Linked DNA regions of Mus musculus: all the other regions are linked to region 3. The links are chromatin contacts, called in public HiChIP or PLAC-seq and promoter capture Hi-C maps. All regions are on one chromosome and are shown on one strand. The core of a region is the stretch at or near the end of the contact, and the rest is flanking DNA. Distances in the headings are between cores, read along the strand shown. Region 1 holds the start of Snx25 (sorting nexin 25). Region 2 holds the start of Casp3 (caspase 3). Region 3 holds the start of Wwc2 (WW, C2 and coiled-coil domain containing 2). Region 4 holds the start of Ankrd37 (ankyrin repeat domain 37).

The links. Promoter capture Hi-C pulls out the DNA fragments that hold promoters and counts their contacts. HiChIP or PLAC-seq counts read pairs in DNA pulled down with a chosen protein or histone mark.
Region 1: a promoter capture Hi-C map of pre-B cells shows a contact between it and region 3, with 5 times the contacts expected there. The contact joins the promoter of Snx25 here to the promoter of Wwc2 in region 3. A contact is called at or near these places in 2 of 39 promoter capture datasets (liver and pre-B cells), 1 of 484 Hi-C or Micro-C datasets (embryonic stem cells) and 2 of 9 other capture datasets (adipose tissue and liver).
Region 2: a contact with region 3 is called in a promoter capture Hi-C map of liver, with 4 times the contacts expected there. The contact joins the promoter of Casp3 here to the promoter of Wwc2 in region 3. A contact is called at or near these places in 4 of 39 promoter capture datasets (the 3T3-L1 cell line, liver and pre-B cells), 1 of 484 Hi-C or Micro-C datasets (pre-B cells) and 2 of 9 other capture datasets (adipose tissue and liver).
Region 4: a contact with region 3 is called in a FOXA1 HiChIP or PLAC-seq map of pancreatic cancer cells. The contact joins the promoter of Ankrd37 here to the promoter of Wwc2 in region 3. A contact is called at or near these places in 2 of 39 promoter capture datasets (liver and pre-B cells), 2 of 115 datasets of contacts at active chromatin or transcription factors (astrocytes and pancreatic cancer cells) and 1 of 9 other capture datasets (adipose tissue).

The regions. Positions count from the first base shown.
Region 1 is chr8:46,148,735-46,155,677 of GRCm38.p6, forward strand. Snx25 (sorting nexin 25) reads right to left here and starts at 3,707. Exons shown (of 19, transcript NM_001372342.1): 1 at 3,048-3,707. The coding sequence starts at 3,422.
Region 2 is chr8:46,615,327-46,621,722 of GRCm38.p6, forward strand. Casp3 (caspase 3) reads left to right here and starts at 1,965. Exons shown (of 7, transcript NM_001284409.1): 1 at 1,965-2,175. Primpol (primase and polymerase (DNA-directed)) reads right to left here and starts at 1,901. Exons shown (of 15, transcript NM_001001184.2): 1 at 1,808-1,901.
Region 3 is chr8:47,987,644-47,994,924 of GRCm38.p6, forward strand. It overlaps Wwc2 (WW, C2 and coiled-coil domain containing 2), which reads right to left and starts at 2,901. Exons shown (of 23, transcript NM_133791.5): 1 at 2,423-2,901. The coding sequence starts at 2,553.
Region 4 is chr8:45,995,400-46,001,773 of GRCm38.p6, forward strand. It overlaps Ankrd37 (ankyrin repeat domain 37), which reads right to left and starts at 4,451. Exons shown (of 5, transcript NM_001039562.1): 1 at 4,218-4,451; 2 at 3,852-4,004; 3 at 2,998-3,089; 4 at 2,215-2,421; 5 at 1,509-1,726. The coding sequence starts at 4,244. The coding sequence ends at 1,726. It overlaps Ufsp2 (UFM1-specific peptidase 2), which reads left to right. Exons shown (of 12, transcript NM_138668.2): 11 at 139-263; 12 at 1,303-1,559. The coding sequence ends at 1,389.

The DNA.
Region 1 (6,943 bases), core at 2,457-4,956, 1.8 Mb before region 3:
TGGAGAAAACTAATTTTCCTTTGTGAGTGGGAGCTCATATCCACTTCCCATCTTGGCACTGGGACCCCATCTGGCTTAGACCTGTGCAGGCCCTGTGTGTGCCTCCACAGTCTCTGTGAGTCCACAGGTATGTCAGTCCTCTTGTGTCCAGAAGGCCCTGTTCCTTTGGTGACCCCATCCCCTCTGGCTCTCACAGTCTTTCTGCCTCTTTAGTGGAGTAACATTTTCATGAACTTGAGCTACTGTCATTCTCCTGGCCCCAAAGGACTTGAGCAGTTTTCAGTTTTATGATAATATTAATCAACTTGATAGAGATGTCAACTGTTGACCTTTGGCCTGGACTTAGGCAAGTGTACCCACATACATGTATACACACATACATGCAGACACCACATATACATTTTTTTAAAAGTATTCTTTAAAAAGAGAGAGAGAGAGTTCAAGGCTAGTCTGGCCTATATAGCAAGCTTCTGCCTCCAAAAAAACAAAAACAAAAAACAAGTCTTTATCTACCGTTAGCAATGTGTGCAGGTTTGGTTTTTTTTTTTTTTCCTCCACCGAAGGAAACCAAAGAGGGAGAGAAGGTGGGAGAGAAGGGATAGAAAAGGATTTTTATCCAGCCCGTATGTAAAGCCTTGGAAGGGCACTAGAGAAGTACAGAGCATTTTTAAATTCTGAATCTGAATTTCTGTAGTATTCACTGCTCGGCTGTCTCCATTTGGCTGACTGCTAGCCAGCCTCCTGTTCCACATATGGTGGATGACCTGTGTGGTCCAGTTTCTAGTCTACTCCCACGGAACTCCCAGATATCTTACACTACACCACATGTCTCTGCCTCCCAGCCTTCCATTCATAAAGATAACACTCACTTAAAAACCTGAGTTAATGCAAATAACAGCAAACGGTGGGGCTGGAGTAAGCATCGCCTGTAAGAAAACCTGAATATTCTGCGACTAACATGTCCTTCAATTTTTTTTAAAAGATTTATCTATTTATTTTATGTATGTGAGCACACTGTAGCTGTACAGATGGTTGTGAGCCTTCATGTGGTTGTTGGGGGTTGCATTTAGGATTTCTGCTCCCTCCAGACAGCCCCGCTTGCTCAGTCCCTGCTCACTCTGGCCCAAAGATTTATTTATTTACTATTATATGTAAGTACACTGTCGCTATCTTCAGACGCACCAGAAGAGGGCGTCCGATCTCATTACGGGTGGTTGTGAGCCACCATGTGGTTGTGAGATTTGAACTCACGACCTTTGGAAGAGCAGTCAGTGCTCTTACCCGCTGAGCCATCTTGCCAGCCCGACCTTCAATTTTTGATCTGCAACTTAGAAAGTAGCTTCCTGATGATCTTAGGTAAAGCTGTCACCAGGATTTGAGTTGAAATGGGATAGCCAGTAATACCTTTCCCCAGGTTAAAATGTACCCCTTCTATAACCTGAAATCAGGTTTACACTTGCTGGACTTTTTTTCCCCTAAATCATTTGCAAAATCATTTTCCTGGATGACAATTTAAATTTCCCCTTACTCAGAAACAAACCAGGTGTGATGGTGTACGCCCTGAAGGAAACCAAGAGGCAATCCCTGCAGTGAGGTGGTTGGGGACCTGACAGGTAAATGATAATATCACAACTGTGAACCTGGCCCACCATTTGCACTCCTTTCCTTCACCTACATTCATGCACAACTACTCAGCTCTTAGTTTCATTTTTGTTTTATAAACTCCATCCAAAATTATCTTATTTCTTGTCTGGCTCCTCACAGGAATATAATCTGCATTGACTAGGACTTTTACGTGGCTTGCTAATTCAACCCAAACTTCAAAAACATGTAAGAGTTAGTTTATAAAAGATGCTCAATAAATTTATACTGAACTTAGTATATGTTTGTATGTATAATATTTAAACTGTGGTGTGCCTTATATAGGTCTAAAACCTAACTGGTAAACTTTTAGGACCCTTACTTATTAGAACTGAGAAAAGAATAGAAGGAAGAACACATCTACCCACCAACTCTAAAATGCAAACGATAGTCACAAATGTTTAGCCAAATCAAAGTTTCTAAGCGGAACAGGCATTGCTATTCTTTTGAGACTGCCGCTGTGTTTCCTGAGTCTAATGAGTGAGGATGCCATTCTGAAGTGACAGGCTCTGGAAAGTCATTTTGAAAAGTAGGAAGCTCTTCCAGAAAGTAATAAACGGTTCATGCCATAAGCAAATAGAAACTCTGGGGACAGCAGTCACTCTAACAAACGTTTTTATGAAGTTGAGCCACTGCCATTGCTCTGGCTCCCAAGATCTCGGGCAATTTTAGTTTTATGAAGATATCAATCAGCCAAGTCCGGTAAAATGAAGGTCCTTTTAAAGGGTTATTATAAACAGACTGGAGGTAAAGTTTGATTTAAGGCAAACAGGGTTGGTAGGAAGGAGGGCAAAGCACGTTGAAAATCCAGTTCTTTCCTACGTTCCGCAACATAACCACAACCCTGATGTCCTACACCTGCCTGAGGACAGCTTTTCCTCTTAACAAACGACAGTGGTTCCTGGTGAGCATGCCACCCCCTCAACCCCCTCAAATAGACATCCACCTGAGCTGCATGACAACTTAACCAACATGGTGGAAGACAGGACCTTACAGGTATGAAGTACACGGGGCCCATTGAGTGAGCTCCCTCGGACTGGGTGACCTAACCAAGTTTTCTCTTCTGTAAGCCGTCATAAAGTTATCTCCCAACCACTACAGATCGAAGAACCAAACAGGAGCATCAGTGATGAATGCGAAGCCTGCCTCCCGTGGGTGCTGTAAGCGGATTTTTCTCGGCACTCACCAACTGCACTTCAACATCGGAGACCCGCCTGGATGGATCTCTCTGTGCAGAGGATGGTGGATGAGTTAACTACAGCGCCTAAAACGGCGCGCGTGACCAAGCCCGCGCAGCCCAGTCTTCCGCGGGCTTCGGCTGCCGGAGGGCCACCCGGCCGGAGCCCCCCGGGGTCTGCGCGCGCACGAGGCCGCGGGCACGCGAGGCAGTCGAGACCGGTACTCACCCGCAGCGGACAGCGGACGGTCGCCGCCAGCCGGCTCCAGGAAGAGACGAAGTCCGGCGGCTGGGCGCGCGGGCTCCAGCAGACGAGCGAGACCAGTGTCCCCAGCAGCAAGGCGGCCGCGGCGCAGCTCAGGTACAGGCTGAGGCGCAGCAGCACGGCGCCCGGCCCCGTGCCCGCCGCCGGTCCCCAGCCTGGGACCAGGCAGCACAGCGCCAGCACTGCCAGGGCGGCCACGGCCGCGGGCCCCCGCCAGCCCCAGCCCGGGCCGTCCGCCGTCCGCGGCCGGTCCGCGGAGCCCCGGGCAGCGCGGCAGGCGTCTGCGGCGGACGTGGGGCCGCGGCGGGCGCCGCTGCTGTCGGTGGCATCGCGGTGCATGCTGCTTCCTGGGCCGCTGGCGACAGGCTCATCTCCCGGCCCGCAGCCCCCCGGCGCCGCCCCGGGCCGTGGCCTGTGCGCGGCGCCCCGCCGCCTCGCCGCTCCCGCCGCCGCTCGCGAGGCAAGGGCAGCCCGCGCTCATGCCCTCGCCGGCGGCCCTGAGCGGGAACCGCTCCAACAGACACCGCCGCGCCCCCCCTCCCGCCTCGGTGCCGCCGCCCCGCGCCGGGCCCGCAGCTGCCCGCCGACCGGGCGCGCCCAGGTAGCGGGACCGCGAGGGGGACTGAAACCCCAAGGGCTCGAGACGCGCGGGGGCGGGGGCGGGACCTGCGGCTGAGTGACAGTGGGGCGGGGTCGCCCCGCCCACCCGGGGCGGGGGCGGCCGGAAAGGGGCGCGACCAATCGCAGTGGACCCCGCTACTTCCCGAGCCCCGCCCCCGCCCCCCGGGGACCGCGTCTGTTCGTGGAAAATTTTGCTGCAGGTGTCAGAAGCCTGCGTTGAGCTCCGCTCAGGTACCCCCTTATTTTCGTCTCTCCGCTCCTCGCCTTGCCTACAGCCCCATACCAGACGCCAGCCTTGTTCTCTAGCTCTCTGATTAACCTCGTACTGTCCCTGATCCTCTCTTTTACTACTTTCTTCCAACGGACCCCACTCCACTGCCCAAGGGTAGGGGACTAAGACAAACCTGGAGGAGTCAAGCGAAGCCTGTGGTTCCCACTTACTTATGGAAAGACTCCCCAGTGCCAGAGAGTGTACATAGCTGCCACAATCGATTTGGCTCCGATTTTGTGTTTTTGTTGCCAACAACTACTCGGTACAAAAGCTGTTACCCACGCAAAAGAAACTGGTTCAAAGAATTTTGAGAGAACATATTTTCCTTTCCTCTCTTGACTGCAGCCGGTAGTCTACAGACGATGTTTGCTGAGATGAAAGATGTCCAAATGCTGCTCAATACTGTAACAGAGCTGCCAAAGCCCATAAAGGGTGTTGACTGTCTTAGAGGGATGATGGAAATGAAGGATTTCTGAAGACACTGGGAGAGGAGATAGAGTAGAGAAGACAAAAAAAAAAAAAAAAATGAAATAAGAAAATAAGAGAAGCTTGACAGATAAGGAGCTAGCACCCCCATGACACTGAGATGAAGAAGTCCAGGTTCTTTAACTTGTACTATTTTGTTTTGTGACAGGGTCTCTCTGTGTAAACCTGGCTATCCTGAAACTCACTATGTGGACCAGGCTAGTCTGGACCCCCCCAGAGATCTACTTGCCTCTGCTTTCAGAGTGCTGGAATCAAAGGTGTGCAGCCTAGGTTTGCAGTGTTCGCTAATATGGTGATGGGTAGTGCCCTCCGAGTAGCAGACAAGTAACATAGGTGTTACAATGCAGTGTTATATATTGTGGCTACACTGGGTTTTTGGTTTTGTTTTGTTTTTTTCTGTAAAGGGGTTGTTCCATCTGTAATAAGTATTGTGCCATTTCATCAAAAAAAAGGAAAAAAGTCACAATACTCATGAATAAAGTGCTTGCTTACTTGCTTGCTTAAAACAAAGTATTACACAAAAAAGTTATTATTCAAGAAAAGGTACAGGTATACATTAACAATCCACCCATGTATTCATTCCAGGTCTTCATAATAAATTTCCCCAATGGCATATGGATTTCAAGTGGGAGACGAAGTCATAGATTTAAAAAGCATACCTAAAATTTAATTCTAATAGAATGTAGTATTTAAGTGAATTATTTTTATAACTATTTAAAGACAAGTATGTTTCTCATGTTTCTAAAAGGATTTCTAAAAAGATTTTTAAATTTTATTTTATGCGAGCGCTTTGCTTGCCTGTGTTTGTTTGTGTGCCGTGTGCATGTGGTGCTCTCAGCAAGAAACGAACATGGGGTCCCCAGAACTGTAGGTAGGAACAGCTATGCGTGACCATGTGGATGCTGGGAACTGAACCTGACTCCGCTGTAAGACCACTGAGTGCTCTTCACCACGGAGCTATCTCTCCCACCCCAAGCTTGTCGCTTTTTAATATTAGTTGGTGTTCACAGAACATCACATTCTTTTATATGGGCTAAGAAAACGTAGGAAGATAATGAGTTTCTCATACCAAATGTGATTACAGAGAAAAGCTCTAGACATTTCATCTCCACCCCAACAGATACTGTCGAGCCTGATGACAGATGGAGAAATAGAGGCACTAGAGGAACTTGACTCAATCGCAAAGCTAGTAGACCTTGGAACTAGGATTTGGTGTCTCTCCACATAAGACTCCCTTCAGTTTCAACACTTAACTTCTGTACCACAGCATTTCTGAAGAACTCAATGGCTTTATCATTTCACATTCCAAAGGAGCAAAAACAGGGTTTCATAAGCCCATGAGTCTAAGACCAGTGTGCCGTGCTCTAGAATGTCCAGTGTTGTTGCTCTGTGAGAACAGAAGCACACTTGTTGCCCTGGCATGAACGGAGTGAGTGTAATTAGCAAGGGGAAACTGGCCTAAGGTTTACTGCAGGCCAACTCTGTAACTGAAGTAAGTATGGTTCCCAAGAGTAATGCAGGGCTGGAGATGTGCACACCCACAGTCTGACAACTGCCTCAGAGCACACACTCTCTTACTGCTAGGCCAGCTCTGGTGTGTATGGCAGGAGGATCACTGATGTGAGGCAACACCAAGGGATAGAAGGGCGTGACTGACCTCAGAAAGCATTGAAGAAAATGAGGCACAAAATCAGTGCCTCATTGTAACTGGAGTCCCTTAAATCTGAGTTGGAATATCCCTTTCCTGTAGTCACTGTAGGGTCCTAACAGTTCCTTTGAGAAGGTTTATTATATATATTTTATGTGTATGTGTGTGGACCTGAGTGGAGGTGTGTACACTTGGTATGTGGCCACGAGGCCAGAGTTCAGAGGAGGCCATCGAGTCTCCGGGAACTTAAGCCACCCAGTGTAGGTGCTGGGCACCAAATCTGGGTCATCTGTAAAAGCAACAAATGCTCTGGACTGCTGAGCCACCTCTCTAACCCCCATGTCCCATCAGCTTTAAGGGCTGAAAGAGAAAATTAAAAAATAATGTCTTGGGCGCTTAAGAGATGGCTCAGCGGTTAAGAGCACTGACTGCTCTTCCAGAGATTCTGAGTTCGCATAGTGGCTCACAACCATCTGTAATGGGATCTGATGCCCTCTTCTGGTGTGTCTGAAGACAGCTACAGTGTACTGTCATAATAAATTTTTTAAAAATCTATTAAAAATGAAAGTAATCTCACGTATATATTTTTGTTAGTGCATTCTGACAGGCCCTAAGGCAATCTTTACCATCTTGTAGAAATGTAAGTGGGAATGAGTGGCTTCTGACTGAACTCCCAATGAAGATAAGGAAGAAATGGCCGTTTTTAAATGCCAGACAAAGCAGGTGGACATCACTCGTCTTTGTCTAAGAATGTATTGGCAATGTTTACACGATGGTGAACCTCTCAATGCAATTTCAGAACATATGTAAATTATAGTGAGTGGTGTTCCATAT
Region 2 (6,396 bases), core at 715-3,214, 1.4 Mb before region 3:
GCTTACTTTCTAGAATGTGTAACAACTTAAGAAATTAAATATAAAAGACTGAATTTCTTCTGTCCCACTTATTTACTGCCTAGAATCAGAAGGTGTATTTTTTTTTAAGATTTATTTATTTATTTTATGTATGCAAGCATACTGTCCCTCTCTTCAGAGACACCAGAAGAGGACACTGGGTCCCTTTACAGATGGTTGTGAGCCACCATGTGGTTGCTGGGAATTGAACTCAGGACCTCTGGAAGAACAGTCAGTGTTCTTAACTGCTGAGCCATCTCTCCAGCCCCAGAAGTCATTTTTTAAATATCCCTAAAACTAGTAGGAGGGATAAGAAACCCTATAACAGTATACTGTTTCAGGTGTTGGTTCTTTTCCTCCTCCCTGGTCTCCCACCCCAAAGAGCAAAACTCTACCAGATAAATGACCTTCACACCATTTTTACAAATGATTAACTTATCATGTAATTGCTATAGTAATTTAGCTTATGAAGGCTAAGTCTTCTTGCAGATGTAGGCCCTAAAACGTTTACCTATTATACTTCTAGTTCAGTTTTCTCGCCAAATGGAAGAGAGTGACCACGCCCCGCTTTTAGATCACTTCAGAAAGCCATCTTACTCCAGCTCCTGGAAAGCAGTCACATTGCTTTTCATGAATTCTTTCTCTCTTGAGGCCCAGAACGGCTTCAGGTCCCTCTGGGTCCCCATTTACAGGGCGGCTTCAGGTCCCTCTGAGTCCCCACAGTGAGGAGAAATTACAGGGCTTAGATGAAAACTATCACCTCCAGATGTTTTGCTCTAACGAACTTCTCTAGATGAAGTCAACATTAACGGCAGGAAACTGCTGAGGATACCTTATCTAAGGTATCACTTTGTTAAGAACGTTTAGCACAGGGAGGGGTCCGGGCACAAGGGGTTTCTCAATTAGACCCTTCCTTGTGAACTACAGCCTCCACGATGCACTGCGAGGGTTGAATGCATCCTACTGCTAAAGTCCAACAGAAAATGGCTGATTCTAACTTACTTTGGGAGGGATAATGATAGATCAATTTGTTTCTGGAATCTACATTTAACCACTATGGCTCTTCATGAGAGCAAACCACTTATCTTTTTCTTTCTTTTTTTTTCCCCCCCAAGACAGGGTTTCTCTGTGTAGCCCTGGCTGTCCTGGAACTCACTCTGTAGACCAGGCTGGCCTCGAACTCAGAAATCTACCTGCCTCTGCCTCCCAAGTGCTGGGATTAAAGGCGTGCACCACCACTGCCCGTCCACTTATCCTTTTAAAGCCTTTGATGGAACTGGAAAAAATAAAAAATGTATTATGGAAATGCAAGAGCTTGAATTCCACACGCAACGAACGGTAGACATCTGTGTGGCTACGTGTACGTCAGTCCCTTACATCCAACGAAGCAAAGGCGGTGAAGGCAAGAGGCTGCTCTCTGGAGTACATTTGTCCTTAAGAATATTCTGGGCCCCTGAAATTCGATGCTGATCGCTGTGCTCGTGTTTTCGTATATTATGCAAAAACAAAACAAAACAAAACCCACTTCCCAGAGTCAGAGTCTGAATGAAATAGGACGTAAACCAGTCAGAGATTTCAGTAAGGTAGTCAGGACCTCTCACTGAGGGAGCAAGAGGTGGACGGAAGTGAAGAAAGGCCTCGGTGCAATTGAGAGGAAGTAGAATTACCGAGTGCGGGGCACAGCTCTATTTTCTCCTGCCAGAGTTCTGACTGGCAGAGGCGCCTCCCTAGACGCCCATCTTGGCGCCCCCGGAATCAGGCGTGGCCGAAAGACCTCTCTAAAATTTACCTCAAGTGGCGCAAGTCGGCCGGAGGCGGCAGCTGGCGGAGCCAGAGATGGCGGGAACCAGAGCTTGAAACCCGCGCGAGGGGGCGGAGCCGGAGGGGGCGGGGCCCTAGGCTTGCCCTGGGTGGGCGGGGCCTGCGCTACGAGACGGGGCTCAGTCGGGGCTGAAACCACCAATCGCGACTGGCGTGTGCGAGATGAGGTGTTGGGGGGTGTGTGAGGGGGGATGGGGCGGGGAGGTAGAGAAGGGGCGTGGCGTGGGGCGTGACCGGCGGTAGTCTGCTGTTGCTGCTGCTGCTGCTGCAGTTGCAGTGTTGGTGCTGGTGGGATCAAAGCGCAGTGTCCTGCGGCGGGGAGCTTGGAACGGTACGGTGAGTGTCTGCTGCTCTCGCGCCTTCGAAGGCCTGTGTTGTCCCCCGGAGCTGGCGCTCTTTTGGCGGGTCTGCAGCTCCTTGGAGGAGGCGGGGGAAACGGGCAATCTGGGCGGAGGATCCTTTGTGTTGCCTCCAGGCTTGCTCAGGCAAACACTGAAGGCAGAGAAGCTGGAAACAGCGCCGGGAGCGCGATCCCGAGCTGAGAACCCAGACCCGGGAGGCCAAACCGGTGTCCCTAAACCTGGGTGAGCCGGTGCGGTGTCCCTAAACCTGGGTGAGCCGGAGCGGGTTCAGACCCCTCGAGCATGGCACACGGGCCGCGCTGAGGCTTAAAGGCGGAGTCAGGGGGGTATCTGGAGATCGCCCGGGGTACAGAGCTTCAGGGGCGGGAGGGGGTGAGGCCATAGTGTGGGGGTGAACCTGGAAGCCGAGTGGCGGGAGGTGGCGGGATCCTGGATCTGCAGGCCGAGGTGTGGACTCGGTAGCAGAGGATGGATAGGGGAAGTTCTGCCCTGGGGCCTGGAAGCTAGGCTGATGCTGACCTTGTGGCGGCTCTAAGTGACCCAGCCTCCCTCTGTTACAAGAGCATTTGATCTCCACCTTTAGTTTTCTCCAGTGCACTGTGATTTTTGGTTCTTGCGGAGAGCTGATTTTAAGCATTACTCCTTGAATACTCCAGCTCATTCCTTTGTTGGTCAAAGTCACTGTAGGAGCTTGCATTGACATCTCTTGAGCCATGCTCGGTTACTGTCCCTTCTTCGCGCTTATTAATTAGTCTGTGAAGTTCGACTTGAACAGCAGGGTCTTTACCTCATTCTCCGTTGAGTCACCCAGGAAACGTCCTTCTCAGGCACCTCTTGTGGACCCAACTTCTTCCGCCGTTAGTCCCCGAGCCTTGTAGACCTACGAGTCTGACAGATTTGTACCTGGCCCCTCTTCGGAGTCTTGTGGACTTTCTACGTGTCTGCCAGACTTGTGCCCACCTCAGGGAACTGAAGCAGCCTCCTTGCAGGTCTCTGTCTCCCGCCCAAGACCCCTCTCCAGTGCTCTCTTTAAGACACGAACAAAAACAGTTTTCTAGATGTTCATGTTTACCCTGAAGGCTTAAGTGTAAAACCGTATCCTCTAAACCGGGTTAGCGAAGCCAAACCCTGGGTCTTGGCTGTCTCCCCCCGCCCCCCCCCCTTTTTAGCAGAATGAAGAAGCTCTCCAGGCAATATTGGATACTGTGTCCTTTTCGGGTTTTCTTTCCAGCCCTCTGAGTCCACTGGCTCACCTTTTCTCCCCCTGAGACATTAGCTTATGAACAGGAGCTGCTACGGAGGTTTCCCTTAGTTAGCAATTCCTAGCTGAATCTTCCCATTCCTCCCTTTGCGGCAGGCATTTCCTGAAAGCAGCCGTGTCATATCCTCTACTTTTGCTTGTTTATTGTTTGCCTACCGAACTGTGAGCAAACAACAGTAGGCTCGAACTTTAGCTTGGCTCCCTTCCTTACTGGCTTTTTTTTTTCCACAAGTGACTACTCAACCCATTGGGGTGGGTGGGAAATGTGGGGCCATCGTTACAGTAAGAGTATACACAATAGCAGAGGAGATGCTAAGCTGGGGGTTTGGCCAGCCTTTGGGAAGTTACTTTGGATATGTTAATGGTGGCCACAGGCAGGAGCCCTAAGTATGGAGTGTAGAACCCTGTGACAACCTGGTGTTGAAGCTTTAAAGAATGGCTTTGTTTTGCTGTCCAGTAGACTAAGGCTTTTGGAAAGTGAGAAGGTGTTTTTTTAGTGAGTGGAAGTTTATTGAAATGTAGCCATCGAACTGCTACAAAGTAACAAGTGAAATCCTGCACCTAATTAAATCAGGTTGCTTTTGTGGTCCTGCAGAAAGGTTCTGCCTCCTGCTGTTTTAAGTAGGAATTCTGTATCTTTATCTGATAGAAGCGGGTCCAGGGCCACTCTATGGTTTCAAACCTAGCAACACATTCACTTCATGCGCTTTCTAAAGTTACAACACAGTCTTTTCTTCAAACACATTGCATTAGTTCTGATCTTCGTGTTAGATAATATTAAAGTTCTACCCCAGTGATAGAGGTAGAATACGATGTGGAAATTCTTACATTCTTGAGTACTGTTTTATATATAGTCATTTAACAGATTAAAAAAAGTTTGGAGAGGAAAGGGTATTCCATCATCATCATCTGACTGTCTGAGGCCAGGAGCCCGGGGCCTACCAGCTTCTTCATAAATAAAGCATAATCTATATTGCTCAGAGGGTTGTGTAAAGATCAGATGAAATAGTATGTGTGACATTCTACATAATAGTCCTTGTTCTGGTCTCTTTGTTTTGGCCTTCAATATTACCTGGGGAGGGTCTTCATTCTGCTAAAGTACAATGAAATTATCTAGTAAGAACAGAACATGGACTGCTTAATGTCTACCTTGCTGCTGTTTTTAAATGCCAGTGAACATACATAACAGCTCTGGATAGGGGTAGAGTCTGCCTCTTCCACTACTTCATACGCTCAGGGTTTAATGAAACATCTTCATACAGTTGATAATCAGTAGATTACATAGTTATCTGTAATTTTTATAAAAGACATCAAGGATCTTCCACTCTATACTTTTATTTCAACAACAACAAATTGTTTTCAAACAGGTCAGTAATTCTTACACATCCCTAAGAGCGTATAGTTTTATCCTCTTCAGGGTTTCGCTTGGGAGAGGACAAGACAGACCCTTTGCAGATAGTAAGCATCACATTTTTTTCTAGCTTGTGGCACAATGTCAGGGCTTCATCAGGTGTCTGCCTCCCTGGTTGTGTGTCCCATTCCAGAAACAAGAAAACGAGATGACTTATTTGTTCCTATGAGACAATATGTTCTCCATATTTTCTTTTCCTTTCCACCTTTCTTTTCACTCTCACTATATTTTCAACATTAGAAGGTTGGCTTTATCAGGCTGAATGACAATAGCCAGGTCAATGAACCCCCAAAGGAACTGAGACCAGATGGGACAGATTTTAGAACAAAGAAAGCCAACCACTGATTATACTAAGAAATCTTTTCTTAACCAGATGATTGTGAAACAAGTGCTCTTTCTGTTTCATTTACTTAATATGAAAGTGCTCGCAGCCAGGCGGTGGTGGCACACGCCTTTAATCCCAGCACTTGGGAGGCAGAGGCAGGCGGATTTCTGAGTTTGAGGCCAGCCTGGTCTACAAAGTGAGTTCCAGGACAGCCAGGGCTACACAGAGAAACCCTGTCTCGGAACACCCCCCCCCCCAAAAAAAAAAAAGAAAGTGCTCCTGATTCTTTGTCCTCGCTGAGAGGTAGTAAATAGAATCCTGGTGTTTCTCAAATCATTCTGCCAGGCTACAGTGGCTTCATGTTCCTATCAATAAGAAGGTAGGTAGACACGTAGGAAATATTTTAACAAATGCTTAACCAGGTATTATACATTTATAAATAAACTACCTGGTGGGATGAGAAACATCATAATCATTATTACTGTTTTCTTCATTGCAATAACTGCAGTAAGTATTAACCTGTATTTGTGGTCTTTACCAACTGTAAATAGAATTGTGAGAGACTAGAAATTGAATCTGTATTGAAATGTATAGACTTTTCATCATCCCCCGAACAACACTACGTAAAAACAGGTATCATTAGTAATAAGTAGTAGGGATGCTTAGCTTATATGTAAATAATACACCATTTTATACAAAGGATTTGAACTTGAATTTGCTATCTGAGGAAGGTTCTAGAGACAGTCACCCACAAAATACTGAAGAACATCTGTGTATTTTATTTCAGTTTTGAATAATCAGCTTCTACCATACTGTATGTTTTAAATCTCATCTTAATCAGAGAACCTGGGCTTACAGATTTTTGTTCCATTGAAATTAACTTTAGTGTTGTCGCAACTATATGATATATGATGCTGAGCAGTCTATAGACTGTAGAATGGAGCGTGAGTCATGGCTCTGTTACTTAAAAAGTGATAAACTCTCTTCTGAGCTCCATTTAATTAAGATTTAAAGAGGAACCATTATATCCCGGTGTTATTGCGAAGCCCAACTGAAAGTACCTGTGTGCCGCTCAGTCTAGCACATGTGGGCTGGAAAGAAAAGCAATAGTTACTTTGGCTACTACTTTGTTAAGTCTTAACTCCTAATTTTTGAGTATTTATATCTAGGGAGATGATTCTGAAATGGAGAATTTTTT
Region 3 (7,281 bases), core at 1,651-4,150:
TCAGTTCTAACGCTGTGTAGGAAGACTTACTGTCGCTTAGCTGCACTGAGAGAAAACATAATTTAAACTGACATATCACAGTGGCTGACGTCACAGGATAGCTTCTAAAGTTCTCATACAGAAGCTCAGAAATCTTTCTAATAATTCATACGTTTATCAAGTACTGAAAGGCCTACAAGGAAAATTCGAAGAAGAAGAAGAATTCATCTTAGTCAAAACTGTTGGTCCCCAACACAGGACTTGGTAAACCAGCATTCATAGTACCTGCCAGTCCATTCCAGTTTGAAACAAACGGCACATCTGGCTTGTATAAAAAGGCAGTGATACAGATAAGCCAAGTCCTGTAACTTCTGTTTGCCTCACCCAGCCTTTGCATAGTCTTATAACCCTCTCTGGTAGACAAACGGGATGACATATCGAAGCCCATGAGCAGAGGCAGGAGAGGCTGTAAAATGCTTAGAAAGCGTAAGCTTTTACACCGCCGTGAACCTGAGACTCCAAGTATCCGCAGAACTGCAGCACAACTGTAAAAGTCAAATATTTATACAGGTGCCCTACAAACCACTGTTCCTTGCACACCGTCCACACCGACGTTTACTATCCGTTAAGTAGTTTCAAAGTGCAACCGTATAAGTAACAGGCTTGGAGCATGATGAAGTTTATGACAGCCAATCTGCCTGGGGAGACTATGGAGGTGTGACTCCTGTCAGAACCTTCATCCAGCCAGCAATGGCCCGCCCGGGCGGTGTGCGGAGGTGGGGCCCGGGCACAGGTGCCTTTCCTCATCTCGAGGGAAACCTAAACCCTATCTTCATGGATAATTTAACAAGGATTGCTCCATAAATTTATGTCGTTCAGGACTTTCTTATAACTGCTTTTTAATAGCTTTCAACTACAATAGTTGTAGGAAATGAGTGATTGGGAATATCAAATAGAAGAGTGTGTTTCAAGCTGGGGGGGGGGGACTTAGCAGGAAAAGCTCCAGAAAAGACTACAGCCCCTCAGATCACATTGCATAAAAAGCCTATAGAACTTTCTAGAAATGCTAAAACTGCAAATGGCAGGGGCATCCCTGAAGAGATGCTACTTGAATTTACACAGAGGCCCTAATCCCTACTCCTCATCCGGTGTGGTGGCTGGCACCTGTAATTCCTGCACGGAGGAGAGGCTGAGGCAGGGGGATTGCTGTGAGTTTGGGAGCAGCCAGTGTTACATAATGAGTTCCAAGCCAGCTAGCCTGAGCTACAATACAGTATGAGGCAGTCTAGAAAAATATAAAAAAACAAAAATACCTCCTTAATGGACAGATTTCAAATTTTACAAAAAAAAAAAAAAATGCACCCTACATTCCTTTTTTTTTTTTTTTTTTTCTTTTTGAGACAGGATTTCGAATAACCCAAACTAGCCTTGAACTCCTGATTCTCCTTCCACCTCACAAGTGCTGAGTTTGGACAGATGTGTGAGACCGTCCACACCCTCTAACAACTTTAATTCTAAGTGTTCCTTCTAAAAGCAAAGAGAGAGTTGAGTGAGAAACAGAAAGAACATTGGTGAGCAGTCCACCAATGTTCAGCTCCTGAACTTCTTAGATCTCTTGTTTGCTTCATTCAGCTCTCCAGGTAAGAACAAAATGCTTATATCGCTGTGCAAAAACTAGGCTAAGCTTCAAGTCTGGGCTACCCACAGCTGTGGTCAAGGTTCCCTTCCAGTCTCCGTGCCACTTCACAAGGAAAATCTGACCAGGTTTCCAGGTGAGGAACCACGGTTAGAAGCAAAACTCCAAAACAGTGGTTTGTTTTTTTAATCTTAGGGGCAAAGCTACGAAGGTCGAGCCAGGAGTGGGACCCTCTCTCCACGTTCAGACCCTAGGACATGGTTCGGGGTGCGCCCTAGGAAAAGCTTGCAGTCAGTGCCCAGGAGCTAGGTATGTAAGGCAGGAGAGATGCCACAGGTGGCCCAGATGACTAGTAATTCACCATCACTTAGGCCTCCGGGAGGCCCCGAGCTCAGCGTGCCTCAGAGGTCGAAAGGTGCCCTCTCCCTCCATCTGACCAACTTTAAACAGCACACAGGAGGTCTAGAGAGGGGTCAAGTACCCACACACACACACCCTGAGCCGGCTAACTGGACTCAGGGTGCCAACCCAGGGCACCAATCCGGCCCTTCCCTTGGGACAGGGAGTGTCTACAAGTCCCCGAGGGGTGTGGGGAAGGCAGTGGGCAATGGGGCCCAAGAAGGGGCGCCTGGCGGGCAGATACAGCCGCGCCTAGGCCGACCGTCCCGCGCCTACCCCGGAGCCCCTCGGGGGGTGCAGGGCCGGCGACGCCCCACGCCCCCGGCGCCCTCCAGGTCTCCCAGACAACAGCCACCGCAGCACTTCCCGAGGCGGGTCCCCGCACCCGGCCGGGGCCCGGCCACCCACCTGTCCCGGGGGTCGATCCAGCTGGTCCTCCTGGTGTTGTGGTCGATGTAGAAAACCTTGCCGTCGTAGTCCCTGGCCTCCTCCCAGCCCCGGGGTAGCGGCAGCTGCCCGCTCCCGGCCCTCCTAGGCATGGTCGGCGGCCTCGCCGGCGAGCGGCGCCTCCATAGGGACCGGGCGCGGGGCGCGGCGGGAACGCGGGTGCCGGCGAGGGGCGTGCGGGGCGAGGGGCACGGCGAGCTACGCGCGGGGAAGCCTCGGGGATCCCTGCTCTCAGCCCTGCCGGAGATCAGTCCACCATGTCTGCGTCGGAACAGACGAGCGAGCCCTCCTCCTCCTCCTTGCCGCCGCTGCCTCCGCCTCTTCCTCCTCCTCCCCGTCCCCCTGTGGCCGCCGAGGGTCGCGGCGCCCAGGCTGCCCCGGCCGACGCCGTCTGGGCTCGGATCCGGGAAGCTCCGCGGAGCAACGGCCCGGCGGCGACTGGCCTGCTCATTTGCATGCGATTAGCATGCGCTCCGCCCCCGGCCCGCCCCGCGCCCGCCTCATCTGCATGCACATTCCTCGCCGCCACATTCCTGAGCTTAACCCTGCAGCTGCCGGGGCGGCCGCGGCGGGACGCGGGGCTGAGCCCGGGCGGGGGAGGGGAGCGACGAGGCCAGGTGGGAGGCGGTAGGGCGGAGGAATGCACAGCTCGCTCCCTCCTCTGCAGCCCGAGATGTCCCCTCTCCGCCAGACCCTTTGGGGATTTAGAGGGCTTTCTGGATGGAAAAAGAAGCCAAAGAAAAAAAAGTCTGCAACCTTCTCAACCTCTTTCCGTCTTCTAGGGAAACCACAAGACTTTCGAGAGGAAAGGGTGGGGAATGCTGTCCTGGGAAGAAGTCCCAACAAACAGTAAGGGCACAGAACGCCCCCACCCCCCCCACCCCCCCCCCCCCACGCCGCGCCCCGTGCCTTGGCTGTTCCCGGCGGTGGGGAAGTGTGCAAAAAGCGCTGGGAGTGTGTCCGGGGCGTGTCCGGGGCCGCGGCGCCCCCGAGCCTTCTGCTCAGTCTGGCCCTCGGTGACCTCACCAGGGCCTCGCGGGCCTAAGGGAGCAAAGTAAAGGCGGGTCCCTATCCATGAGAGCTGCGACATGTCCGCCCCAGTGGCCCACGGGGCAACTCCGGCCTGATCCTTAGAAGCGACAGGGCCACCCCGCCACTGTCGCCGCCAGTCAGCCCCGCGCGGGCCCTAGGGGTCCGAATCACCGGTGCTGCCCCGCCGGGTCAGGGGGCTGCACTGGCGGGGTCAGGGCCCTGTGCATCTGGCGTCCCCTTCTGGGTTTAAATCCAAGGGACATGGCTGCGTCCACTATCCAGTCCCTTCCTTCCAACTCTCTGTCCCGGGAAGTTCTCCACCCCAGTCCCGGACCGGGGGTGGGGGGTGGGGTGGCAGAAGGGGTTAATAATCACTCGGAAGGGGGCCAAGGCGGGAGTCAGTGGCCACACTTTGCTTGATCAAGGGTCCATCTGGTATGAGGTGTAGATCTCTCACAAACATTTATTTATTTAGCTATTAAGTGCTGATCGGCCCTGGGTAGGAGCCGGATGTCAGACTCCTAAGACGACAAAGCCTTGGCAGAGTCAAGACACTAAGCTTGCAGTGTCCCTTGTCCTCAGTCTGAGAAATAGCCTTTCGTCCTCAACCTTTACAGCCTGCTGTGCATTGCCAACCTTGTCAATATTCTCCCAGGCCTCTAAGCAGATGCTTTTGAAATGGCAGATTTTAGGAAGAAAGGCCCCAGAGCTCAATCCTTCACCTCTTGGTCTGAATTCCCTTAACCAGACCTGCCAATGTAATAACTTCAGGACCTAGCATTGGGCAGGACATTTTCTGTGCCTGGGCATTTGCTGAAGTTGTGAATAGAACTAGACAGTAAGAACCAAGCTCTGAATCAAGCTTCCAGAAGGGGACTCCACGTGCCTTGAAGGGGGTTTTAAAAAAAGGAAAGGGGTTTATTCTCAATGAAACAGTTTATGCAGCTGCAGACACTTGAAATCCCCAGGAACTGGAAAACCAGGTGTACCTGGGACGGACAACCAGAGAGAGGCAGAGGTTCTCAAGAGAAACCTCTCATTTTCTAGGTCTTTCCCATAATGCCAAGGCCCGTGGAAGCTGGTTTTTGTGCTTTGTTGAGGGAAGTTTCTGCTTCCTAACCTGTATTCTGCCTCAGCCTATTAGCAGTAAGATAATCAGCCAGGGTCCTAGCTCTCAGTGGGTGGAGGGATCCTGTCTAAAGTTACACTGCCGAATGTGTAATTCTCTATGTTGGCCCATTCACATGGCCAAGATGTAGCCAGTGACTAACCCAAACTATCCTAATTTGTGGCTTCCTTAGTGAGTTTCTCCCTTCCCCTAAAGAATTTGAAGATATTTATTGTGCTAGCATGTCGACACCTTACATCTCAACCGTAAGAGTGAAGCACATAGCTGTTGCAGTAGGTCAGCTTGCTTCCGTGGAATGAATACTCACTCCATGGGCGTCCTCTGTATAACGAAGTCAGGTAAGCTTTCAACTAAATATTATTCAGGAATGCAAAGTGGCTCACGTTTATTGTCCCATGAATCCCCAGACTTCAAAAAGAAATGCCAAAATGACACAGGCTCGTTTCTGCTGATCGGCACAGGAAACGTTAGCCAAAAGCAGTCCAAGTGACAGAAAGGGTTGCAGTTCTCAGAACCCTTTTTACTAGGATCCAATTCTGAGTTCCTACAATCCCTTTGAAGACTCCCTAAGGGTTAATCAATGAGACTTTATTTATATTCATATCTGTGAAATGTACAGATGATGCCCTTTTAGAGATGGGCGCACTTCCGGTTTGCTTATGGCTGCCTGTGATCATTGGCCAGGAAAGGTGTATAGGCTGCTTGTGGGTGCCAGCCAGCCAGTTACCACAAACTAACCAGCAACGAGTCTATTCACTGGCTCGGAGACTCGCCTTTTCTCCTGGTTCTATATTCACCAGTGTTAATCTTCTGTTGGGATGTGGAGCAATAAACAACTAGAAGGTGATGGACAACTGTCATCTCACACCTAGGAGGTGGGCACAGGAAGACCAAGAGTTGAAAAACAGCTTTGTCTACATAGTAAATTCGAGACTATCTTAGACTACATGAGAGTCTGTCTCCAAAAAAAGAAAAAAAAAAAAGAAGAAGAGAAAAGAAACAAAAACAACAACAACAAAGCCCATAAACACAAAGGGATAAAGGAATATAGCCCAGGTGGTAAATGCTAAACTAGCAAGCCCTAGTTCCGTCTGTAACAGCATAAAATCAGACGGTATAGCACATGTCTCAAAAGATGACTGGGGAGGTGGGTGGTTCAGTGGGCAAAAGTGCTTTCCACACAAATGTAAAGACCTGAGATTCTTGTTAAAAGCCAAGTTTGGGCGTTGGTGGTGCACACCTTTAGCCCCAGCACTTGGGAGACAGAGGCCGGCTGATCTCTGAGTGAGGCCAGCCTGGTCTGCAGAGTGAGTTCTAGGACAGCCAGGGCTACACAGAGAAACCCTGTGTCCAAAAAACAAAATAAAGCTAATTACATAGCTAGCCTGAGGGTTCCCAGCACTCTATGGAGGAAAGGAGGGGGAGGCAATTGGGCCAGCTAGCCTGGTCTACAAAGTAGCAAAATAACACGGAGATTGTCTCAAGTGAGGGGAAAGCCACAAACCGGTACCTGAGGTTGCCCTAGGCTCTCCCTATGCGTGCCCACTTTCACACACATACAATAAGGGAGCACATGAATAAATATTAAAATACTTTTAAAATTTTATTAGTATATCTGAATCTGAAATATGCATAATTTGAATCCAGCAATCCCAGTTCTTTGGTGATAACTACCTATCACTGGCTAAGTTCCCAAAGCTGTTTACAAACTACCTGTATCGGAACTTATTTCATACACACACACACACACACACACACACACCAAACACCAAACTAAAAAAAATATACCAGGGCCAGGCGTGGTGGTACACACCTTTAATCCCAGCACTTGGGAGGCAGAGGCAGGCAGATTTCTAAATTCGAGGCCAGCCTGGTCTACAGAGTGAGTTCCAGGACAGCCAGGGCTGCACAGAGAAACCCTGTCTCGAAAAACCTAAATAAATAAATAAATAAATAATACATATATGTGTGTGGTATACAAGCACACACACACACACACACACACACACACACACACATATATATATATATAAAAAACAGAAAAGCCCACTGGGAGGCTATCAGTAAGGGCTGAATGTTTAACTATATATACAGCAAGAATTTCAAAGCATCAGGTAAGCACGACACAGGTTCTTATCTAAAAGGAGAAGGGTATTAAGCGGAGGAAAAACCAAGAAGCACAAAGACACTCAATAGATAACGTCAGTGGCATTATTAAGCAGGAGGACAGGGGACAGAAAACATAAAGACCGACCTAGTCTCCTAAACACCAGCTCCATGTCAAAGAAAAGCCCACCAAAGAATTCGACAGGAGGCAAATGAGACTCCTTAGAGAACAGATGAGATACCAGAATGTACAGGCTGGGCGGGGCATGTGTGTAGAAAAGACGTGGGCAAGCCCAAGTTCAAAAATGCATCTGGCATGAGGAGACCCAAGACTGACTGGAGCCATCCAGTTATGGAGGCCGCAGTGATAGTGTACACAGGAGATAGGCAAGAGCTAGGGTTAGACACGCGGCTCTGGGGGAAGAAAAGGAACGACCTGGCAGGAATTTGCAACTGATTAGATTAGAAGGGGAGAGGCAGACTAGAAGGAGGAATCTGGGATCCGTCCAAGTTTTTAGGCAGTTGAAAGCAACTCGGAGAACTGGGGGGTGAG
Region 4 (6,374 bases), core at 3,201-5,700, 2.0 Mb before region 3:
TATATTTGCTATCATGGTCTTTTACAATAATTGACAATCTGTTATAATGCTGTCAATTAATAGGAAAACAATCTTTATTTGAGCTGAATAAGCAGTTGAAACTAACTTATGCCCTGTTACGTATTTCTTTTTCCCTAGGGGGAGGGGTATTGGCTCACACAATACTAGGAGTCGCATGGAATGAAACCACGGGGCAGATAAAATTCCTGATTCTAGACCCACACTATACAGGTGCTGAAGACCTGCAGGTTATGTTGGAAAAGGTAACTCACTCTCCCTGTCACCTAAACTCAAGGCACAAGGCAGAGCAGAGCCAGAGACAGCTGTTAGCAAAGAAGCCAGGCCAGGGCAGTGACCTGACAGCAGTTGTTCTAAGTCTGTTGAGTAATCCTGGCCCTATGGAGGAAAGCTAGGAAATACAGCAGAAACCACGGGACTAAATGTTTATAAAAGCTTTGCAATTGACTAAGCTTCATAATAGAACATGACACATTTCCTTTACAGAATTTATAGCACATGCAGTTGTGTTGTCTCATCGATGTCTTAAAAACAAGAGAGCAGAATATACTTTCTTCCTTTTAAGATCAGACTTGGGGAGATGAGTGGGCAGCCAGCAGCTCTTGCCCTTCCTGCAGAGGAACAGAGTTCAGTTTCCAGCTCAGTTCTCAGTGTACACGTCATGGGGCTCACGGCCACCTGTAAATCCAGTTCCAGGATCTGCATCTCATGTACAAATGCACATATGCCCTTAATAATTCTAGGATCGGTTAATCAATAATCAAAACACCAGTCATTATGAAGATGTGGCTGCTTCTCACTTACATACATGTAACATAATTCTAAAGGTTGGAAGTTGAGGCAAATTTGGAAGTATTTGTTAACATTGTATCAACTACATGAGGTACAAATATAAATTGATTTATAGCCAGCTAATTCTCATATGACAGGCTGGTGAGATGGCTCAGCAGATAAAAACACTTTCTGCCAAACCTGATGACCTGACTTTGACCCCTAGAGCCTACATGGTAGACAAGAACCAACTCTTGCAAGTGGTCCTCAGGCCTTCACAATCACAAAATAAATGTAATTTCTTTAGATAATAGCAACATTTTCCCATTCCGGAGCAATTTACTGATTGTCTAGCACAGGATACAAGTGATTTTTCTTCACTTAGAAAATCCTTTAATTACATCAGTATCTGAGTCTTATGCCAAAGTCCTGCTGACAGAGCTTGATATTATACAGTTTCTATTGTGGAGTCTTGTGTTGTAAAGGATTTGTTCTCCTTTCTCCCAAATCTAGGGCTGGTGTGGATGGAAGAGTCCAGACTTTTGGAACAAGGATGCATACTATAACTTATGCCTTCCTCAACGACCTAATGCTCTTTAAATTATCTTGGAGGCAAGACTATGAATATAAAAGAGCTGTTCTAATGTTAATAAAAGCATACATAATTTTAAATCTTAGCTGTGATTTAAAAAGTAGTAAAGAATGCACAGAAATTTTAATTCCTTGAATATTCTTTTAATAAGTTAAGTAAAAAACATGCACATCCAAAATATTGTAGTCATGTAAATACATGTATTCATGAATGTTCTCTTCACTTAGAAGAAAGTTTTCCTCCTCAGGAGTTTCATCATGTGATGAGCCAAAGCAATGGCTTGTAGATCTGTCTGAAGTGAAGCTCTTCTTCAAGCCTCTTCTTTCCTCTTGCCCAACAAGACATCTGTTTTGGAGAGAAAAAAAAAACAAACAAACAAACATGTTGAGACTAAAAATATTTCTAAGGGGACCTGAGAAATGGCCCAGTGGTAGGAGCGCTTGCTCCATAATCATGAGGACCGGAGCTTGTATCCCAGCTCCCAAGCAACAAGACAGACAGACAGACTACAAATGCCTGGCCTGGCCTCCCAGCTCCAAGGGGTCCCAGGTCCTCTCCTGGCCTCCACACACACAGGCACATGAATGTGTGTACACACAAACACACAACCTTAAAAAACTTTTAAAAGAAGGTCTCGTCCCCAAATTCCCACCATACAGGACAAACTTTTGGTCTCTAGAAGCTGGTCAGCAGTAACTATAACCAATGATAAAATTTTAAAAAACAAAAATATACTGGACCTTAGATCAGAGTGCCAACATTAAGTGCAACAATCAAGTCTGCCAGGAGAGCCAATCCTAAGGAGAAAGCAGGCCACACCATGAGGCACTCACCAACACTTTCTCTTCATCACTCCACTCTCCACAGTCCTGAAACTCCGCTTCTGTCTCAGCACAGGAGCACGGGGGTCACGCTCCTGTTGCTCACCTGATGATCTTGCCGTCTGCATACATTTAATCATTGTTAGAAACCTGGCACATTCTGGAAAGCCATATGACCAAGCAAGATCTTCAGCTGTCTGCCCATTCTTATTGCATACGCTGAAATTAGACAAAAATTGAGTTAAGTGAAAATTATTGTTTATTATTTTTCTAGTAGAGGAAATTGGAATACATATCAACACAGGGAACAGGATAAAAGAGGTCTCACACTCTCGAGAACATACATACACATCACACCGGAATTGGGCCAAAGAAAGATCAAGGAAATTAAATTCTGTTCACTGTATGCTCAGTGACTAGCACACCGCATATCATGGACAGTCTATCGTATTTTTATTCCATTATCATATTTCACTATTGAAAGAATCTAACTACAAGAATATTTGGTGTTCAAATTCACTGTATTTAACTATATGGTTCAGTAGATAGCCAGTGAGAACTTCTATAGGAAAAGTCTTCCTGAGCCAAAACTGTAGTAGAATGCCATGAAGACTTGCACCTCTGGATGCCGAACATCTGTTTCCACTTACTCTATTTGATAATATTCAATTCCTGGAAGGATAACATTATATTACCAGTTAGGCGAGTATTATTTTTAAGATCATATATAATTAGGAGTATGGTTAATTTAATCCAAGAAACCACAAAGCCTCAGACCACTGATTTCAGACTCACCCAATCTGGACATCACTGGCCACAAGGAGGCTCAGGCAGTCCAGGCTTCCAACCTTTGCTGCCTTGTGGAGTGGAGTTTCTCCCAAGACATCCTGTAAGACAAGACTGCACATTAGGGTCTCCCTAACATTCTGTAGAAGCCAGTGGGCAAAGTAATACCAGCTATTTGAGGGAGCCAGTGAAAACTACCTTGTAACAACTGGATTATTCCACTAATTGTATTTTTCATGAAGTTCTCTTGCTGTGCTAATACAAAGTTTCCATTAATAAAAACATGCCATCATATTTGCACACATTAAAAAATTAAGGGAATGCCAGCACACTATAGAGTTCTATAGAAGCCAAAGGTTTACAATTAAAAACTTCGTCACACTCTAATGAAGATGAAGACTACTGGAAGAATTGATGGTGGGCATGTTTCCCACATACTATTTCCTGGTTGACTGGAACTTGGACAATAGCAAGTACTTTTAAAAGTACAGTAAATACATGCTATATATATATATTTGAAATGTGGTTCGACTTCACTGAGCTATGCCATAAAAGTAAAATACACACTGAATTGGGAACCGTGGTACAAGAGCAAAATAAAATACACATAAATCATTGCTGATATAATTACATACTGAAAGAGTATTTGGGATTAGATTATTAAAAGAAATCCCATGGCTTGTTTTTGTTTTATTAATGTGGATACTAAAAAGTTCCAAGTTACCATCTTGCAGTATGTATTTTTCTCCTGGAAATTCCTATATGCCTGTTTATACCAACTGAAACGGACATCTAGGAAATGTCCGTGCAGACACTGGGTGGAGGAGAGGGTTGTACATAGCAACAATCGGTTACCTAGTTACCTGTTGGTTGAGGTCAGCACCTGTTTGCAGCTGCCAGAGAAGAAAGCACGCAAGGCCGCCACCTGCAGCTAGGTGAGCAGGCGACTGCTCCTGGGGATCCGGAGGTGCGTTCACTGATGCTCCTGTCTCCAGCAAACTCTTAAGGTCATCCTCCTGCAGGAAAAGAACAGCTTGTCACTGTCCTGTCCCGCTCGAGCCCTCTGAGCTGAAAATCCACCCCTCCACGGAAAAAAAAAGAAAACAAGATCTGACAAGGTTTGACTTGGTAACCCAGCAGTTTGTCACTGTCACGTTTGTTAGAGCTCCTAAGACACACAGACCTCTGGGAGATCTAGCCTGCAGGACTTAAAGGGGCGAGAGTCTCACCTCCAAGTTGCAACTAAGCAACAGCATCGCCCACCTAAAGCAGATGACAAGTGTCCCCGGGAGTTCAGAGAGGCAACACTGGCCGGTAAGAATGCAAGGGACTGCCCCAGTTCGGGAGAATTTAAAGCTCTCGGGAACCTGCAGGGCCGCGGCTCCTCCCCGCCGCTCCCCAGCCTGGGAGCGTTCCCACGGCCTGGTTCTGCCCAGCGCGATGTCCCCAGCCCCGCTGCGGCCTCACGTACCCAAACACTGACATGTGCAGCCTGGAACCCCAAGCAAAAGAGGAGGGGGCGGAGCCTGCTGCGCGGCCTGCCAGCTGATTGGCCAGGCCGACCTCCCCCTGGGTCCGCCCTGTTGGGAGCGAAGCCCAGGCGGCCGCAGCACGCGTGCGCAGTGAAGGTGGTGGGCGAAGAGGGTGGAAGGCCTGGCCTTTGCGCTTTGGCGGCGGCCATGATGCGAGCCGAGCTAGGCACGTACTGCTGGGTGGAGTCAAGCCCTTTTAGCCCTCTGGAGAAGCCGCAATCGCCGGTGCATGGCTTTGTGACTGAGAGCACGCACGTAGCCCGGAAAAGAGGGAAGCAGAAGTAGCCCACACCCATCCACCCCCGCAGGCCCCGCGTCCTCCACCTCCAGCTTGGTCCGAAGGTGCTTCCTCCTGCCCCACGTCCTCCGCCGCCGCGCGCGCCGCAGGATGCTTTGGAAGGGGATGCAGCGGTGGGGCGTTAGAGGGCATGTCGATGAGACTGTGACGGAGGGTTTACCATAGGAGATGCTCTCCCAAACCCAGTGAATTACCTATCAGTCAGTGTTGCCTTTGTGAGCAAGGTGGCAATTCCTGTGAAATAAGCCACCCATTGTCACACGTCCCCTGAGGGTCCGAAACCCGTCCTGGTTCCGGCAATAGCTAGTAAATACAAGGAGTTTGCCAAGGGGATGGCCCTCACTCCGGTTATTAGGAATAATAAGAATACGGAAAGGAAAGAACAAAAGATTACCGTGAAGAAAGCAGCCAAGTGATTTAATGTTAGTGATGTGATCTGCTGACAGCATGAACCCCTGCGCTAGGACATGAGAAGGGCTTCATCAAAACCCAGAACCCAAATTAGAGCATCAGATAAGCCTGAGGAACAAAAGGACTCTTCCCAGGATACTACTACTCAAAGCCTTGAAGTCAGTAAAGTCTGAGAAGCAGACCAAAAGAAACAATAATTTAGGGTGAGATTTTAAAACAAACATGGCATTACTGGTAAAATTCATGACAATGTAATAACTGCAAAGTTTGAATTCCTTTTCATGAACCCTGTTGACTTCTGACTGTAGTTAAAGTTAATGGTAGCAGGTGAAACATAGAGGTAAGAAACTATTAACAGCTGGTTAGACATCAAATAACATGTAGAGTTTACTTGACACAGAAGACCGTGTCGCTTAAAATAGTCTATGTTGTGCTTCTTCCTGTAAATCTTAGCTCCTAAGGAAGTTTTATTTAAATATTTGGCTTCCCGTTTTAATGAGGATTCTTTTTCAATAGTTGTAACAGAAGATATCTGAACCAGTATGGTTTTAAAGAACAGCAAGTTTATCATAGTCACAGTTTTCCCAACAAGTCACAAAATTCTCACCCATTAATTTTCACTAACCAATATAATTCTTTAATAAGGCACACTGCTCATTGTGGTGGTCCACAATCTTAGGCTGTTCCCTAGAACAGGGCTTCTTAAAACTTTTTTCACTCATGGCTCCTCAGTGCCTGAAAAAAAAAAAATTGTATTTAACTCTAGTTATATAGGTGTGTACAACAGGTGCAAATCAAACCTGATAATCTGATTTTAATACAGTTCTCTCAGATGTGTATAATTTGACCATTTCTAAGATTGTAATGTAATTTGCATACTAACCTGAGTTCAGTCTTCAGCTCCCACATGAATAACAAAACAAGGACAGCTACCTGCACCTGTCATTCCAAAGCTGGAGGGGGTGAACATAGGAGAATCCCCGAGACTTGCAGTCTGATCCTGACACACACACACACACACACACACACACACACACACACACACACAGCTATTTGAAAACCTAGCCATCTAGAAAAATAACAATGGTGACTTCTACCTTAAGACCTATCTATGACTTCCCCATCCATGGGCTCTCGACCAGGAT